2 separate regions of the Triticum aestivum genome follow, and region 1 is linked to region 2. The links are chromatin contacts, called in public Hi-C maps. All regions are on one chromosome and are shown on one strand. The core of a region is the stretch at or near the end of the contact, and the rest is flanking DNA. Distances in the headings are between cores, read along the strand shown. Region 1 holds the start of LOC123189671 (peroxidase 46). Region 2 holds the start of LOC123185672 (protein CHROMOSOME TRANSMISSION FIDELITY 7).

The links. Hi-C and Micro-C count contacts between places; a contact is called where the count stands out from the background.
Region 1: a Hi-C map of leaf shows a contact between it and region 2, with 3 times the contacts expected there. The contact joins the promoter of LOC123189671 here to the promoter of LOC123185672 in region 2. A contact is called at or near these places in 3 of 5 Hi-C or Micro-C datasets (leaf and an unstated tissue).

The regions. Positions count from the first base shown.
Region 1 is chr2A:601,875,596-601,882,462 of IWGSC CS RefSeq v2.1, reverse strand. LOC123189671 (peroxidase 46) reads right to left here and starts at 4,718. Exons shown (of 4, transcript XM_044602139.1): 1 at 3,701-4,718; 2 at 2,879-3,058; 3 at 1,785-1,950; 4 at 1,037-1,678. The coding sequence starts at 4,411. The coding sequence ends at 1,269.
Region 2 is chr2A:601,567,839-601,574,483 of IWGSC CS RefSeq v2.1, reverse strand. It overlaps LOC123185672 (protein CHROMOSOME TRANSMISSION FIDELITY 7), which reads right to left and starts at 2,274. Exons shown (of 6, transcript XM_044597514.1): 1 at 2,018-2,274; 2 at 1,639-1,855; 3 at 1,448-1,540; 4 at 1,145-1,219; 5 at 696-1,048; 6 at 104-456. The coding sequence starts at 2,076. The coding sequence ends at 321.

The sequences.
Region 1 (6,867 bases), core at 3,469-5,968, 310 kb before region 2:
TCGGGGACATGTGCCGCAGCACGAGGGGAAAGCTCTGCCGCTACCGCCGGTCGCCTGGACTTAGGCCGACGAGATCATACAGCGACGTCGATGGGAGGAATAGAGATGGGAAGGATTGGGGTGGTGGTGGCTAGGATTCGCACAATCCGCCCCGAGAGAGTGGGGCGGGCAACAATCTAAGCATGCCTTCATGTGTGTTATTTGCTTAACTACTGGGCATGTCTTAACAGGAGATTCGAGAATCCTACGATTGGGACACCACAAGTGTTGCAGCATGCAGTGCAAATATAATGAGCCAAGATCTTCTGGGAGCTGCAAGTGCAAGAACACCAAAGCGTGATGTGAGAAGGGTTGTTTCTTGCTTGTGGGGGTGGAAAGCAAATAGTTGTTGTAACGTGTTCGTGTTGTTGGTCGCTTGTTGTTTCTGCTTTCATTCTAGATTGCACGAATAGCTCTAGGATGGTGATATGTTGTTTTTTTTCCATGGTCTGGTTGAAAGACTGGAGCTGGGCCGCGGGTGCCTAGCACGTCGAATTTGTTTCCTTCTTTTCGTGTTTTTTTAGCCTTTTTTTAGATATAAAGCTGTTTTTTTAGCCGATGGTTGCAGCCCAGCTGCACTAACCTTTCTTTCCGAAACAAAGGCAGGCAAGGGCCCAATCGATCTCGGCCGCCGCTGCTGGATCCTTCCTCTTCTTCTACTCACTTTCTGGCCGCTCCGGTCCGTGACGTCTCTACCGGCGGCCCACGTAGCGGCATCGTTACTGTAGCAAGCCCTACTACTACTCAAGCACAGAGCCCAAACTGTGCTCAATTATGTACAATGTCCATGCCGTAAGGGGCCCATCGACGACATATCAGGCAGGACATGTCCCGTCGACGGCTTTGAAAGCTCAGAGCGTGGCCTGTCAGTCCGTGGGTAGGGTACTGTTGGCACGCTGCTGCATTCAATCCTGTATCCCTCACACGGGTACTGCACTGCCAAACGATGAATTTCCGCACGGAGTTTGGTAACAAATCGTGCTTCAAAAACCAAGTATTAATTCATCATCGTGCTCGTTTTGATATTTGTGGTCGCAGATAAAACGCGTGCCGTCATCTATTACATGCAGCCTAAGCAAAGAAGGCCCGACCATCATCAGCTACAAAACGAATCAACCTCATCCTCAGCTCTCGCTACTCAACACGTTCGATCCCCCTATGTATTCTGTGTTACATCATTACATGCTCATGTCCATGCACATGCCCATGCCCATGCCGAGGTCGACCGATCAGCCGTTGACGCTGGAGCAGAGCCGCCGGACCTCGCCGGCGGAGCCGGTCTTGACGCCGAGGCTGGTGAGCCGGGCGAACGAGCCGGCCCAGCTGCTGAAGAAGCTGTCCTGGCTCTGCGCGAAGGCCGCCACCCTGGCCCGCGTCGTGGCGTTCTGCACCAGCACCGCGTCGGTGCGCAGCAGCCCGCGCCCGTCCAGCAGGTTGCTGAAGTAGCGGTTGTCGAACGCCGCCGCCGAGCCGTCGTCGCAGCCCACCGCGGCGCTCCCCGACGCCGCGCACGCCCGCATCAGCTCCGTCGCGTACTCGGCGTTCATCGTGCCGTCCACCGGCACCATGCTCCCGTTCGCGTCCGGACGAAACCGCTCCCGGAACGTGCCACAGTGGGCCGACCCGATCGTGTGCCCGCCTGCACCATATGCCGGAGGCACGCCGTCAGATCAACGAAGCTGCCAATGATATCACCAGTCTAGGTAGGAAAGTGATGTTTACTGGGGAGAGTTTGTATTGTGTACCTGAGAGGGTGACGAGGTCGTCCAGGGAGAGCCCCTTGGAGGCGAAGCTCGCCGCCATCGCGTCCACGGAGAAGCCGGTGTCGATGATGTTTGCTCTCACGTTGGACGCGAGGGAGACGAGGCTGTCACGTCGGCCGAGGGAGACGGGCACCGACGGTCCTCCGGTCTGGTTTGGAACAACACAAAATTGAGCATCAGTTCAGTTGTCTTGTTTGTATGTCAGCTAAGGCTTCTCCAGATAATTTCAAGTTGAGCTATTGTTTTACCCAAGAACTTAGATTAGTCTTGCAAAAGCACCAGAACAAAACATGTGGTTAATTCAGTTGCCCATCTACTATGTGTCAAAGTGAAGGGATGGGTGAATGGTGGATGCTAGCAAATGCAGAGTAAATTTTCAGAGTACGTATGTTCTGAAGTTTCAGAATTCCATTTATGTCCATTTCCACTTTGCCATGATCGCCGTTAACTGGGACCATCTGCCATGTGCTATACTGATCAAGTGAACATGCGCATGTAGAAATGGTAATTTACTATGTACCAAAGTGAGGCTATAGGTGAATGTGGATGTTACCGCAACTCGATTGGCCTGAAATTAGCAAATGCAGTCATGCAGGGTAAATCTTCAGAGCACAAACTGCTCTGAAGTTTCAGAATTCCACCTATGTACATTTGCACTTCGCCACGTTCACCCTAAATTGGGACCATCAATCATGTGCCATACTGATCATATGCACAAATGTCAAATGGTCAGGTCCCAGTCATAAGCTGGGATTATGTTCACTAAGCTGTCCAGGGCCCCTCTCCCCGTCGTATCTGTATGTATTCATTAGCCAGACCCGCTGATCCTATGTTTCAGCTAGCCATTGCCGCATACGGAACCAGGACCACTCGATCCACCGTACGCTACACGATCTAATCCGTGCGGCATTCAGTGCGGAGTTTATGATGTCCTATGCTCACCACCAAGTACTACTGATCAGAGGGCCAAACCAAATAGGAAAATCATAGTATGTGAGAACTGTAGGAAGGGAAAGCATATGTTGCAGCAAAGTTAATGGGTGCAATGGGGTTTGGGTGGTTGCAATGCTACTTACAAAAGTGACGGCATCTCTCGCGGCGAGAACTATGATGTCGCTGCAAGAAACGGTCGCCGGGCACACGGCTTCGAGCAGCCTCTTGGCCTCGTCGATGACGTTGAACCCGCCGAGCGAGAGGTTCGCCGGGTCGGTCCTCTCCGTGCCGCTGCCCTGGATCAGCACCGACGCGTCGCATCCCTGAGATGGTAAAGGGTTAGAAAGTTGAAACTCATGGTGCATCTGTCGTGTAAGATTTCAGAAACATGTGTGTAAAATGCTGTCCGTTACACATATGCAAGATGTCAAATCTGGTGATGTATTGGCGACCTTTAAACATGTATGATAGCTCAAGTTTTGGGTCTGAATAATGCACCTAACCAGCTCAAATTAGCAAAAGTAGCCTAGACCATTCCAATGAACGAATGTTTTGAACATACATTATGTGTTATTACTAACTAAAGGCCTCAACTGGTCTGGCATAACCATTTGGCCTTGGTCACTATATGGAAAGGGGGAAAGCAAATTCTCTTACTAAAGAGAGGTGAAGGATCATGGTCATGGCAAATATCACAGTTGCTCAAGATAGTAAGAACTGACGAGGCAATGCTCCAATGACATCACAACAAGATGATTTTCCGGAAGATAATTTGATTGATTGAGGCCTAGATCTAGAACATGGACATGTGAAATTAAATCAAAATAAGAATCTATGAGGAGAATACACACATTTGTCACCATTTGTTTGCATGTAGTGAGCTCCAATGCATGGTTGCAGTGCTAGTAGAACACATCTCCCAAATGCAAGACGAGTAACAATATATTATTATTTCGAATCCATACCTCTACGAAGCAGTCGTGGAAGACCATCCTGAGAAGCTTGCCGGGGATGCTGGGGTCCAAGGTGGAGGCCGACCTGACGACATCGTTCACTGCCAGCTCCACGCTCGGGCAGGAGGCGGCGTAGAAGTTGGGCGACAGAGCCAATGAAGGCGTCGGCGGGGATGAGTTCGTCGGAGACGGAGGAGCAGATGGTTTCTGTGGTGGTGGAGTGGTCGTAGGAGGAGACGGCTTCTGAGCCGGCGCTGGGGCCACAGGTGACGGCTTCGGTGCTGACGGCGCCGGGGGTGGAGGTGACGGCTTTGGAAGCGGTGGCGCTGGTGGTGGTGGGGACGCCGAAGGTGGTGACGGCGGCTTTGGGGCCTGCGCCGGCGCACGTGGAGCGGGCGGCTTTGGAACCAGTGATGCCGAGGGTGCAGCTGGAGACGATGGCTTTGGCGCCTGCGCTGGCGCGCGCGGAGTCGGCGGCTTCGGCACCGGCGAGGCCGAAGGGCTAGGTGTCTGCTTCGGCGCCGGCGACGCGGCAGGGGCCTTGGGCGCCGGCACGGCAGGAGACGACGGCCGTGGAGCCGCCCGCAGCGCCGCGGGAAGAGACGGTGCTGGCTTGGGTGCCCGCGCCGGGGACGGCGACTGCGCGGAGGCGACCGCCAGCAGCGCCGACAGGAGCAGCGCCGAGCATACGACGCCCCATTGCCGCCTCCGACCCCGATCCATCACGGAGGCACTAGATAAGCTCGTGAGCTAGCCCTGCTTCCGGGCGAGTACACACGGATTTATCACCGCCCGGCGGCAGCAGCGGGCGGCGGTGGGAACCAGCTAGCTAGCGAGAGAGAGGACGCGCGCTAGCAAGGAAACAATGCTGCTGGCCGGGAAGGAGAATCTGTCTATCGTGAGTTCGTGACACGCCCAAAGCTTGCAGCGCGTTGGCACTGTTTTGGCGGCGAGCACGGGGGCGGCACGCAGCGGCTGTGTGCTACCGGACGCGTCGCCCCGTTCCTGTATGAGCCAGCTGCTGCAAGAGCAACTCCAACCGGACGACTAATTTCGTCCACCCATATTCATTTAAATCATCGCGGATCAAAACACCGGTCCAACATGTCGATTCAAACCAAAAACGCATCCGTTTCATGTCCGCGTCGACCCATTTCAGGCTCAAATTTAAACTGAAATGCATTGGCGCGTCTCCTCGGTGTTCGCCACAGCTCCACATGTCGGTCGGCTGACGACCGAACGCAGTCATATTAATAGCGGTCATCGACCCTTGGCCCATGCACCAGCCAATGAAAGCGTCATGAGATAATCCACGCGTGCTTCTTCGCCGGTGACAACCAAACTCTAGCAATGGGTTTCTTCAACGGCTTCGGCAAAAGCAAGGGGAAGTTTGCCCCCGACGCTTCGTCCTCCCGCGCTCTTCCTCCTTCGTCGTCGCTAACGCGTGCTTGCCTCGTGAGGCAGCGACTGCAAATTTCTATGCACCAAGCACGATGGCAATGGAAGTTCAGGTAGTAGTTGTCGTACCCGGACATGATGTTGCCGCGCGATTGGCATCTCGATCCGCAGTGGACGCACGCCGAGGAGATGCGTAAGTGCCGGTCGTTGCTCACGCCGAAGCAGCGACTGATGCCGGAGTACGCGCCAGACTCTTCCCATTGGGAGGTCGGGTTTGCCCTCGAGAACAAGGAGCAACATGGCCTCGACGTGCATCACGACCACACAAACCCCCCGCCTCCCCTTAGTCGTCAAGCCGAAGGAGGAGGGGGCTGCCTACCAGGCGGCGCTGGCGACGGCCGTGAAGACCTCCATCGAGGACGAGTGGCTCAAGGCAGAGGCGGAGGAGGCGGACTACCAGGCAAGGTTGGCGGAGGCCCTCGCCCTCTTTGCAGCCGGCGACTACGTGGTGCCGCCGTTCACCCCCCTGACGCCTAAGACCGGAGGAGGCAGCCCTGGCGGCCTATCAAACCGTGTTCGGTTGGGCTGGGTTGCCTCCCGTCTTTATCGACCTCATACTGACGAAGACGGCAAGAGCAAGGGCAGGACGGACGACTAAGGCAGCTTACGGGCAGTGTTTTATGTTTAAGAGGACTTTGGCCAGTGGTTGACCGGCCAGTTATGTTTAATTATATTTTTTTAACTTTATTTCGGTCACGTGGGCTAAAATACATATGCCTCCTGTTAGATGCACCTACCGACTCAAATAAAATGTCTCTTTATCAATCTAAACGGATAGAAAGCGGACAAAGCACATTTGTTTGGTTCGCCCGGCCAGCGCTACACGCTTACATTAGACTGTGTACGCCGGTGCCCATGAACATACCCGAACGCGTCCGCAGACATTTGAAAGATGTCTGGTCAGTGCTCGTGGACAACCTGAACGCGGACGTTTGAGGGGCTAGATTTGCCAAGTCTGATTGTAGACGCTCTTAAACTGTGTACGCCAGCTTGCGACACGCCGCATACGGCCATGTTCGGGTGCCCGCTTAATCCCGTCTCGCCGTACCCTTACAAGCCATCATCTCCTTTCATCATGATCTCATTTAATTAAGCCACTGGATGGATGTTTTCTCTGCTGTCCGCCCTCCTCGTCCCCCCGCCCGCCGTGAGCCGGTGCCGGAATGAATGCCCTCACGTCACGTACGCCGCGCGGCTCTGCCGTTGCCAGTTGCCACCCCTCTCTCTTCGCACATTATCGTCTCAACTGTAACCTTTTCACCGCATAATAGTTTGCTCTCTGCTCGGCATGTAGGGGTGGGGGTGATTGGTGTGCCGTAGTAACTGGGGAGCCATTGATGCCGGCATTTACTTGCGTGCAGCTGTTGGTTGGGGAGGAGGAAGAGAGGTCGGCCGGCGGTGGCATTCCCATCTGCAAATGCAAATGCAAATGCATGCAGGCTCTGGGCCCCCGGGCAGAGACTTTTTGGGCGGGCGCCATCCCATCGCCGATTCCGGGCTTTCAAACTCGCTGCGTGCCCAAGGACTCGTAGGTGGGTAGTACTGGAGCCGATGGTCGGCAACGGATGGCCCGGCGTGTCAGCGTTTTATTACAGCTCCGCCGGCCAACCACCGGGGCAGGTTTTCCTGCCCGGGCCTGTGCATTTGGCGGCCTGGAAAACCGGTCGCATTCACATGCCTCTCAAAGAAAACTGTGGTGTGGTAGAGTACGTTGGACTGGC
Region 2 (6,645 bases), core at 1,025-3,524:
CCCTTGGGGAGGACCACATAGGCCCTATACACGCCGTCGAGCTGAGCAGTACCGGTGTGCACCTCGTCAAAGAGGCGCTGGAGGAGAGAAACATAAAAAAACATGGACCAACTAAGAGTCAGCTATATTGACAAACTTGATAATAAAATACAGTAGCCTTTAACAGCATTCGCCTATCTTTGCTAAAGGAAGAAAAACATGACGACCTCGGCACTGTAAGAGGCTAAGAGCAGAATGTGCCCTGTTTATGTGTCAAGTATTCAGCATGACTGACTTTTGCAACTGTTCAACACTTGGTTTCTAATTTTGGGAGCACCTCTCTATACATCTCCATCTCTGTACACTAAGAACGCACTGGTCTTGCAGTATCTCGACGCTAGCTCCTTCCCTTCAGAGGTTGGTGGCGTGAAAGCACACTGTGCGATCCCCAACATGCCGCCTTCACAGAAGCTTTTCCTGCAGGAGATCAACGGAAGCAACGTCGTCAGGAAAGGGGAGGCAAGCTCGATAAACCAGCGATCTATCTTTGCAGGGTGATATCAGTCACAGCTAGTCTAGCAAGAATGAATGCAATCTGGTGAAAATTTGACACATCATGCTATCATGTCCCCTTGTTAAGGAGAATGGTGCATGTTTGACAGTGATGAGTTTTCAAGGCATGAGGAAGCTGCACGGAAAGGGCCTAGAGAAAATACCGTGCTGCATCCACTAGCTGCGATGCTATTCCCTTTCTTCTGTGTGATGGCACCACCCAGATTGCCCGGAATCCGCATAGCGCGGGCACAGCTTCTTCTTCGCAGACTATGGCGCCAGGGCCCTGGCACTCTTCTTTGCTCTTGTCGGGGTGATTATGCCGCCGCAAGACTTCCCTCTTGAAGCTTATTTTCCCAAACTCCAATGTATGGTTTGCCTGTGCTGATTCAGTTTTACTGTCCGGCAAATTGCTTCGGTTTTCCGATGCAGAGCTTGGAATAACTTTGTGTGCTGCTTTTATCTGTTCGGCAACTAGACATCCCGCTATCCTCCCACCAGATACAAACAGATACACCTATGCAACAGAGATGTTCTTTCTTCAGTAACACAGCATATTGCATTTATGCTGTTATATCTTATATACACGGGAATTACGACTGTGACTTACTACCTTGCAGAGCTTATGAAGGAGCTGGCCTTCACCAAACCCCAGCTCCTTCTCCACCACTTTGATCACCTCCTGAACCTGAAATGTGTACATGATGTTAAATGGTTTGCATCCTAAATCTCAACATCTGTGCAATTTGCATCTGGGTTTCTAATGTCAAAATGTGGACTGGTTGTGAAGTGGTTCAGGCTTTCAGCAGTAAGCACGGACGCATGCACACAGATTACAGCTATCAGCAAACTTACAGTCTGAATTTCTTCAGAAAGGCATGCATCAGAACATAACAAAGCGAGTTTGGCCAATTACCTTGCTGTTCCGTATACAGGAATTTTCACCGCTTGCTAGAATTATCCGGTCACCGCCCTCGGACCTCATAACCACGGTTTCCTTGCGCCAACCCTACATTTCGTCGGTCAGAAACTCTTCACCCATAGAAACACAAGAAACAAGGGTAATGGCACTGCAATTCACAAAAGAACAAGCGGGGCCTAATGAACCTTGAACGGGACGCCCTCGGAGTAGCCCTTGTGGTATGCCCTGTGGACCTTCTCGTCCTCGTCGTTGCCGCGGGCGTACATCATGCCGCAGACCGCGCACATATGGAGGAGGAAATCAGGCTGCCCCAGCTCCAGGTGGAACTGCCCGTAGTTCCTCTTCTTGTTGAGGACCTTGCCGTCGCCGCAGCTCTTGGGCCTCTTCGCCTCCGCCGCTTCGCTGCCCAAAACAATCGACACGGATCAGTCCAAGGGTGAATCTGGAAGGCACCAATTCGGTGCAGAATACTTCCAAGATGCATCAATTGTGAGGCTAGGCTCGGAACCGGCGAGATTTGGTACGAGCAGTGATCGGCTTCAAGCGGGGAAAGAGAAGAAGAACCTGTTCTGATCCGGCCCCGTGGCCTGGCGCTTGAAGAACGTGTTGATCTTGGGCTGCATCTCCTCGCGCTCTCCCCCTTCTTGTTTCCTGCCGGAGTGGGGGGGAGAAGAGGCGACGGCGGCCGGCGGAGACGAGGAAGACGGGATGGGGTGGGGAGAGAAGCGGCGATTGGTGGGGACTTGACAGGGGGGCAAGCGGGCGAATGGACGGTGCTGATGAGAGGATGACGCCGCGAGGGGAGGAGATCGGACGGGCAAGGAATGGGGAGGCCGTCGCGCGGGTTTCTGAGAAGAAGATGTGGGATTCGGGCGCCAAAACAACCGCCGAAAATTCTAGGCCTAGAGTCATTTCCATCGGTAGCCGGAAATGAATGGTCGACCATACTTCGTCTTCAGCTCTCAAATTTGGCTTCCAATTCAAGTGGCATCCCCTAAATTACACCAACACGTGAGATCCAACAATGAGTGCGTGGTTGTTTCTATCTCTCTCCATCCGCGTCATCATTCCACCGTCATTCACAAAATCGATGAGGTGGGAGAGCCATTTCTAGACTAGGGTGGAGGCGCTCTGAGGCAAGAGGTGTCGACACTGGAGCGGAGACATCTTATGGGATGACACGGTGACGATGTAGGGCTTCTAGAGTTTGTGGAGGACGTGAGCGGTGACGATGTAGAGCTTCTAGAGTTTGTGGAGGATGCGATGACAAGGAGGGGCGAAGGAGCGCCGTGGAGGAGCCGAGGGCAAGTCAATGTGGAGCTGGGGATGGTGTGCTGATGCGTGGTGGTGTGACTTGACAGACGAGTTTGGGCACGGGCGGAGCCAGGATTTGGGTATAGGGGGGCCAAGCTAAGTAGATAAAAAAAATCCAGTGCAAAAGATAATTCTAGAGAACAAGGTTGAGACCTTGCACATAAGCCTTAATAACAATTTCAGTACAAGAATTTGAAGCAACTGGCTTAGAAGATAAATTAATCTTAATGATGTTTGGTAGCATTTTTCGTCCTTATGGTTGAGGAATTTCAATTTTATAAGTAGCCGACTTAGAAACAAATTAATTGTAATAGTGTTTGACAGCATTTTGCCTCCCCATAGTTGAATTTCAATTTCAGAATTAGCTATATTGTTTGTGTTCTGTGTAAGGTCCTCATAGATTTTTTTTTGAATCACAATAGGAACTCATACAAGATAATTTGCATCACGGTAATTTCTAGGACACATCAAGGGATGATTTCTCCATAGCATATCAAATCGGAAAACAAAACAACTAAAGTCTAATGTATAATTTCAACACTACTACGAGATGAGAACTGAGAGAGATTAGTATAGTGTAGTGTGTTAACATGATCTTGGGGGAAGCAATGAAGTAGGTTGCATCGCTGAGTCGTCGTAGAAATCCGATCGTGAGCGGCAAAGCAGGGAGATCAGAAGCAGATGGGCGACAAAGACGGCAAGGGCACACGACGGCTGCGGTGCCTAATTGTGACGCCCCGAGACTGATGCGCTAGGTGTCCTCCGGTTATTCGCTGTTGTTGCCTTGTCATTCGCTTGCGTGTTGCATCTTGCCATGTCATCATCCGCATTGCATTTGCATGTTTTCGAAACTTGCATTCGTCCGAGTTCCCCCAGTTTCGTCCGTTGTCCGTTCTAAGTCCAGACACACTTGCACGCGCCCGCGGCATGTCTGAAATAGTATTTTATAAGTGGTCGGAAAATGTTCTTGGAATGGGTTGAAAGTTGGCGTGCGGTCTTTTTTTAGTGTAGGTAGACCGCCTGTCAAATTTCATCGCGTTCGGAGTCCATTTGATGCCCTAACGTATAACTATAGCGGCAATATAGCCGGTCTTTTCGTCGGACGTTTTCGATCTCCGGAAACCATGCCGGGCTGCATCTCTCCCCTCTTCTCTCAGACCAACCCTCTCTCCACAGTCCACTACCTACCGCCAGGCCCAACCTAACCCCTCTCGTCAGCCCGCGGCCCTCCTCGCGCGCGCGTCCGAAAAGTTGTCCCGGACCCGACCCGAGCAGTCGTCACCGTTGTGCCCGGATCATCCCCAAACGTCTACAAAACATCACCGTTTTCCTATTTGGACTCCCTAACTATTTTATTCGCGACCGTCCGATTGCGATCGTAGGGACGTGATAGCCCCTACGCAATTCCTACCTGCTATTTATAGCAGATGAAACCCTACCTAAACTAGCCAACCCTAATTTCTAGGGATCCTCCCCTGTCCAATCCCCCCCGCCGCCACTCTCTTTATTTTTAGCGCCGGACCAATCGAGCCAGCCGACAGCCTCCCCCCAACCTCGGGATCCCTCCCGATCCACATCCACCCAACCAGATCGCTGCAGCCATCCACCTGCTCCATCCAATCCATCGATCCCTGCCTCCCCTGTTCGGTCCTCGCTGCATCCGCAGCTCCCCTGCTCCCCTCGCGCTCGGGCACGCAGCCAGCCGAGTGCCCACCTCCAGATCGAGCAGGAGGCTCGATCTCGAGCTTCTCGAACCGCCGGTGACCAGGGCCCTCCCGCCGTGCCCCTTTTACTTCTCCTTTTTTCCTGTAATCCCTTTCTCCCTGTGGTCTCTCACATCGCGATCCCTTTCTCTTCAGGACGAACAGGAAGCCTCCATGGACGCCAAGCCGCCGAGTCACCCAAGCACCTCCTCTGGTTCGTCGCTCAGTCGCCGCCGCGTCCTTGCGCTGCCTCCAGGAACCAAGAGCCTCGCGCTCGTGCGCGAGCATGCACATGAGATTCTACGCCCGCGCTCGTCCCCGTCTTCCTGGCCTCCTCAGCGTCGCTTGCAGCTTTGAGTCCAGCCATGGAAGCCGCCACCGCATGGAGCTCCAAGCCGCCGGCTTGCCTCCACTCTGATCCGGCAGGGAACGGGACCCCGGCGACCTCCCGCGACCAGATCCGGCCTTCCAGACGCCCTGCACCCTCGGGCCACCGCAGGACCTCCTTCCCCCATGCCCAGTTCGCCATCGCCGGCCTCTGCTTCCCCTGCCTCGAGCCACTCCAGCGCAGCGGCCGCGCGTTGACTAGATCGATCGCACGCGCAGTGCTACAGCCGGCCTGCTGCTGGCAAGGCCCAGCCTCCCCTTGGCCCATCTGCGCAAGCCTCTCCACAGTTCCGGGCCTCGCCCCAGGGTGAGCAGCCACACCCCAGCGCCCCACCTTCCTTTCCTGCTGTTGGCCCAGTTCGTGTTTCGGCCCATATCATGTTTTTCCAGCGTCTGTGAATTTGTGTATTTATCCTGAGACTGCAGATTTGCAGAAAAGTCCCTAGACAACATGCATATAATAACTAATTAACCGTGCATCGGATCTAAATAAATTATATATGAAACTTGCTTAGAATTTCATCTAGTTTAATAATATGCAACTTTCATCCATGTTAAAAATGCTTAAACTGTTGTTTGCATTAATTTTCTCCTATGCCATGCTAAAATGATTTATTTCATAACAAAATAATCGTAGCTCCAAACCTAACAAACTTTATATGTAAATGGGGTAGAATTTTGCCTAATTTAACATGGTGGCCTTACTTTGCATGTTTAACAACTCTAAAATTGTGTTTAGGGAAGAACAGTACCAAACCTAATATATGCACATGAGGAGTTTCCGGACTTGTTGTTTTGTTGTTCCGGCCTCATTTAAACTTGCCTAGATAGGTAGTTTTTATTTGCTTCAGCCTCTTGCCATGATTAACAACATTTAACATTGATGGGTACCTAAACGAGAGAGAACTAAATAAGTCCCGTGGTGTTTCGTCAATATGCAACTCATTGCATATTGAGCTCCACTTAACTTGTAGTTTTGCTTGTGCACTTTGCCATGCCATGCCCTCTTTAAACCGAACATGGATCATACTTGTTTGCGCATCATGCCATGCTTATGTGGTGGTTGTTTACTATGTTGTTTGCTTCTTTCTGGTGTGCTTCTTCGGGTTGGTTCCAATACGTCGCGTTTGTGAGGATCCGTTCGACTACGTCCGTTTGTCTTCTTCATGGACCCGTTCTTCTTCCTTGCAGGATCTCAGGCAAGGTGACCATACCCTTGAAATCACTTATATCTTTGCTTGCTAGTTGCTCGCTCTTTTTCTATGCCTATGCTACGATACCTACCACTTGCTTATCATGCCTCCCATATTACCATGTCAAGCCTCTAACCTACCTTGTCCTAGCAAACCATCGTTTGGCTATGTTACCGCTTTGCTCAGCCCCTCTTATAGCATTGTTAGTTGCAGGTGAAGATGGAGTTTGTTCCATGTTGGAACATGATTATTGTTGGGATATCACAATATCTCTTATTTAATTAATGCATCTATGTACTTGGTAAAGGGTGGAAGGCTCGGCCTTATGCCTGGTGTTTTGTTCCACTCTTGCCACCCTAGTTGCCGTCATATCGGTGTTATGTTCCCGGATTTTGCGTTCCTTACACGGTTGGGTTATAATGGGAACCCCTTGACAGTTCGCTTTGAATAAAACTCCTTCAGCAAGGCCCAACTTTGGTTTTACCATTCGCCACCTAGCCATTTTCCCTTGGGAGTCGCGCATCCCGCGGGTCATCTTTATTTTAAACCCTCGGGCCAGTGCTTGTCTAAGTGTTGGTCCAACCCAGAGCACCGT